2 separate regions of the Mus musculus genome follow, and region 2 is linked to region 1. A link is a contact called in public promoter capture Hi-C data. All regions are on one chromosome and are shown on one strand. Each heading gives the region's core, a stretch centred on a gene start, on an enhancer-like site or on the middle of the called end of the contact. The rest is flanking DNA. Distances are from core to core; before and after follow the strand shown. Region 1 holds the start of Nhlh2 (nescient helix loop helix 2). Region 2 holds the start of Syt6 (synaptotagmin VI).

Region 1 (2,610 bases), core at 73-2,572:
CTCTTTATAGGACAAAGGTGATTATGAAGAGAAAGTGAAGGTTCTCCTCTCCACAAAAACTCACCTAGGAACAGGGAGACAGGAGGTTGGCTATTATTCTCTCATTTCCTCTAAGCTTAATCAATCTAAAAAAAAATAGTATTTGGGTGTGATGGTACATGCCTTTAATCCCAACACATGAGAAGCAGAAACAAGCATATCTCTATGAGTTTGAGGTCAGCCTGGTCTCCATGGTGAGGGTCAGGCCAGCCAGGGCTGCATAGTGAGACCTTGTCAAAAATACCAAAAAGAAAGAAAGACAGGAAGGAAGAAAGGAAGGAAGATAGACAGAAAGAAGACAGAATTAGTGGTATCACTGGCAATGTGTAAATAATAGCAAATAATATATAATTGATAGTGACTAACAGTAAATTTCCCTTAATTTTGTAAAACACATAAATTTGGGACTGGAGGTCATCTTAGGCAAAGGCATTGCATGCTAGAATACTTAATATTTACATTTTAGCACAATTACATTGCCACCCAGCTAAATATATTCACTCACGTGTTAGGATGGGCAAGAATAAAGTACTGTCTTTGCACATACTGTGTGTCATATTTTACAGCGAATAATGAACATGAGTAAATGGGTAAAGAAAAAGAAAACCAAACATAACTCAAAAAGTAGAATTATCTAGTGGTCTCTAACTACTTGGATTCTGCTCCTAATTCCACCAATGATTTAAACTAATGTGTCAAACGTCCTTTAAAATATCATCTATTAATAAGCTGGTCTCATAGTAGAACCTTTCTCCAAAACATCCATATGCTTAAATAATCATGATTAAAGCATCCTCTAAAAGACACTTCACTTTACATAAATGTTAGCATTGCCTGTCTGGATCGTTCACCTTAATTACAGTGTCATAGACAGAATATGCTTTCATGTGCCCAGCACAACTATTTTTCTAACTATTGATTTAAAAAAATGCTGGCTCACAAAATGCCAGAGGAATTTTCCATGTTCATATAGTGTCTACTTGCACTTAAATATTGCATCAATAATCTGAAAACAAGGAACCGCCTGTGTGGCCAGACGCTGTAGATGCTATGGCTTCTATCATGGGCTGCTTTCAACTGCTATATTTTATGGCACAGATTCAGTGGGAATCTGATCTGCTAAAATATTTGGGCTGTGAAAACTCCCACACTGTGACAGATGTCAAGTCCAATTAAGTGACTCGTGTCCAGGTTTCTGTCCAATAGGATTTCCCATTAAATATCAATTTAGGGGGAAAAAATTCCATCCCCCTTCTTAAGCCTTTATCTCTTCCACCATCTCCAGGCTAAATCAATTGGTACCAGAAGAGCCAAGAAGCCACACAGGCAGCTGCCTCTCCTCTCTGGCTCTCCCAAGCTCCCCTTTCTCTGCTTCCCTGTCACTGTTACTCCAGAAGACGTCCACTTCTCTCCAATCTCTCTCCAGCATCTCCAAGCTACTGACTATATACATTTCACCACAAGGTAAAGAGGGGAGGGAGTGGGGTAGGGTAGGGGGTGTAACCAAACCTTGAAAGACTTTGAAACTGCAAAATTGGCGTCTGCTTATACAACACAGAAGTAGATGAGGGACAAGACAGAGGCAACCTTAAGCCCTAGTTACTGTATTGTTGTTCCTGGGAACTGGGGAGACACCGGCTGAACAAAGCATTATCTTGAAGAAGAAGAGAAAAATCACTTCTGAGCCCCTTCCATCCCTGACCGCACTTCCCAGTTTCGCCCCAGCCCGATTAAGGGAAGGGAAGGAGTCCTCAAGGAATGGAATTTTATCTTAACCATCTTTCTTATTGATTATTCTGCTATTAGAAAGTGGAGGAATCGTCCCTTTGATGTGATTGTTTTTATCTCAGCATCTCTTTTGTTATTTATACAGCCCTTTGAGTGGGGAGGCGTGAGGTTTCAACACTTCGACTTATAAAGATCAACAACGAATTTTCCTGAAATGTTTAAGAACAGTTAAAAACAAACCAACAAACAAACAAACGGGCGTTTTCAATCCATCAACTAAGTGAACAACCATACACCCGCTAAGACACCGCCGCTCGTTGTGGTGGTCGGCGAGATGACAGCTGCTTTTTCATCTGCGAATGTAATAAATATTGGCTGCTTTTAATATTTGCCAGGATCTCTCCTCCTTGTTTCCTGGAATTTTAACTCTAAAAGATTGACGAAAAGATTATCGACAGGGCTCTTGCAAGGTAAGACATCTTCACGTCTCTTTTTCTTTAGATTAAGTTGAGTCATATTGTATTTTATAGATGTATTCCTCACACATGGTCATAGACTTAAATGCCCACGAGAAATACCATTTATGACTATTTAAATATCTGGAGGATTTAAACGCGTGGGGGGACAGCCCGGGAACTTTTTGTCCGATCTGTAACTATGTCGTGGTTTGCTATGATTTTTCTCCCTGTGTATTTCTACCTCTTCACGCCAACTGCGTAGGTGTGAGTTGTTTCACTTATAAACGTAGAGAAAAGCCTGGGGGGCGGGGGGAGCAGCATGCAGTTCGTTTGGTTCATTTATTGTTATTCTGAGGATCCGTTTTCCTTGCACGGAAAGCTGTTT
Region 2 (2,610 bases), core at 62-2,561, 1.6 Mb after region 1:
CCCTCCCCACTCTTCCCTAACACAGCGCGCACAAGCTGATTATACCAACCGAATCTTCAGCACCGCGGACAGGGACACTGCGCCTGTTAGGAGAACCTCCAGGCTGAGAGAAGAGGTCTCTTAGGTTGAGGCCTTTCTCTTGCTACCCTGGGCACTGTCTGTCTCGTGTTTGCAACTATAAGGGCCAGTTGATGCGGCTGGTACAGATGGTGCATGGTGGTGATCGTCTGGAGCTACCGCTCCAAATCTCCTCTCTCTGGAACCTGAGTCGCAGCCCAAGCCACCTCCAATTAACGTGTATTCGGAGGAAGGACCCTCCTCCCTGACCACTCTCACTTGCACACACCAGCCCCGTAGCTGCAGGTGCAGGGGCTCCAGCTAAAGTTTCTTTCCCAGATCCTACTTCGGAAAGGCAACACAATGATGATAGGTGAAGGGTGGGAGTCTACTGTGATAGGGCCTTAAGGGAGTCGCTCTCCTGTCTGTTAGCAATGGCTCCTAGATTTCCAGGCCTGGGTGAAAGCATCCCGAAACTAACAGCCACCCTGCTTCTGAGTCTCACTTCACAGTTCCTGAGGGGAGCTCCTTTTACAGTCTAGCCTCCTATTTAGATTTCCGTCTTTTTGGTCCTTGTTATATATGCTTCATACAAAAATATATTATTTATGGTGGGTTTGGTCTGATGCGTGGAGGTGGGTCTGGTGGGAACCGAACCCCTTTCTGAAATGCTCCCCACTCCTATTCAGAAACTTTCTCCTCCTGTTGCCATGGAGAGAGACGGCCGCTGCCTCCAGTCGCCATAGCAACGTGCGGGTGCCTCGGACCGCAAGATTGCGGGGCTCTGAAAGTCTTCTTTACAGTTCCCCTCGCTCTGCCGTCTTGGGGTCTTATATCTCCGAAGCCCAGACCCGGAAAGTCTGGCTAACTTCTCCTGTTAACTCTCTTTGCAGGGTCCTCCCGCCATACAGTCAGACCACTCCTTTTTATGTTGTGTTATTGCGATGCCCACTTGTTTGGCATGTGGCAGTTTCCCCAACGTTTTCACAAGCACTACCTATATATTCCCAGGGAGCTCATAGAGCACCAGTAATTATTACACCTCGTTTACGAAATGGAAAACTGAGTCCCAGAAAGGCCCAAGGTCATATCCGCAGTGAGGACTCAGTTGGCCTTGATCCTGCATGATGTGGGACAGCGGGGTTGGAACCTGCCCGGACTCAGGCAAGTCCCTGAGTGTGGAGGGGGCGGCCGTGAGGCGCCAGACTTGCCAGCTGCCGCGGGATGCCACGTGAGGGGCGGGGACCCTGCGGGGAAGTGATTAAAAGCAGAGCGGAGCCTCAGGGGGCCGCTGCGGGGAGGGTCTTCTTGGGGCCTTCTTACCCCGCCCCAGTCCGGCCGCGGCTGGAGTTCGAGCCACTACTCCGCTGGCCTGAGTGTCCGGGGCATGAGCGGGGTTTGGGGGGCCGGAGGGCCTCGGTGCCAGGCGGCGCTCGCGGTCCTGGCTTCTCTGTGCCGGGCCCGGCCGCCCCCTCTCGGGCTGGACGTTGAGACTTGTCGGAGCTTCGAGCTGCAGTCCCCGGAGCAGAGTCCAAGCGCGGCAGACTCAGGTACTGGGAGACCCAGGTCCCTCTCCACTCCTGGATTTCTCTTCTCAGTGGCCTCCCCTGCCCAAGGTACCAGCCCAAGGGCCCCAGAACCTCAGAAGTCTAGCTCGGAGTCCCAGTCTGGGTCAGTTCCCTGGCTCACCGCCCGCAGGGAGAGATTCGAAGAGGACCTGAGAGGAGAGAACCCTTCTCCTTCCAGGTCACTAATTATGAGAGCCCGGAGATGCGGCATCCTTGGGGCCTCAGTTTCCCTTGTGTCTTGGGCTCATCCCAGGAGCGATTGGCCAGGGTGAGGGGAATGGAGACGTCCTGGGCACGGAGGAAAGCTGTGTTTCAGGGGGTGGGGGGCTGTCCAGGGTTCAGGATCTAGGATCCAGGGCTCATTAGTGACTGGGTAAAGGCTGGCGGTGCCACTGGGCTTGGGAAAAACTTGCGCCTGCAGCTGGCACGCGGTCTTTGTGTCCAGGTTTCTCAGCAGCGAGTGGCTGTCTGCGTCTCGCCGGGGGGGAGGGGGGACGGGGGGCGGGGTGGGGAGAGTGTCGTGGCGTACCCCCACCCCCACCCGGCACCCCTATAACTCGCTTCCTCGGTCTCTCTCTGACTCACTCGGACTCCGGGCGGGTGTTCAACTGAGCCGGTGCCTCTCACCGACTTTGCCAGGCGGGAACCTCCTGCCCCGGCCCCGCGGACCCTGCGCCGGACGCAACCCCGGCAGCCGCCAAGTCTAGGCGGCAGCCCGAGCCGAGTCCAGCTCCTGAGCCCGGGTGAGTCCTGAGCCCGAGCCCCTCGGGGACCCGGTCCTGCGTGCAGCCGCGACGTCTCGCGGGAGTCGCGACAAGAGGGGTGGCGTGTCGCGCCCTGGCGGCGGGAGCCGCGGGAGTGTCCGCGGCGTGACAGCCGACCGGCCCGGGTATGTACCTGCTGCACCAGTCTTTGCCGCCAAGCTCTCCTGCTGCAGCGGGATCCTTTGTCCCGCAATTAGGAGGGTACAGGACAGAGGAAGTAT

What was found. Promoter capture Hi-C pulls out the DNA fragments that hold promoters and counts their contacts.
Region 2: a promoter capture Hi-C map of hippocampal neurons shows a contact between it and region 1, with 2.4 times the contacts expected there. The contact joins the promoter of Syt6 here to the promoter of Nhlh2 in region 1. A contact is called at or near these places in 2 of 39 promoter capture datasets (hippocampal neurons and liver).

Annotation. Positions count from the first base shown.
Region 1 is chr3:102,008,823-102,011,432 of GRCm38.p6, forward strand. Nhlh2 (nescient helix loop helix 2) reads left to right here and starts at 1,323. Exons shown (of 3, transcript NM_178777.3): 1 at 1,323-1,503; 2 at 1,913-2,237.
Region 2 is chr3:103,573,934-103,576,543 of GRCm38.p6, forward strand. It overlaps Syt6 (synaptotagmin VI), which reads left to right and starts at 1,312. Exons shown (of 8, transcript NM_018800.5): 1 at 1,312-1,607. The coding sequence starts at 1,445.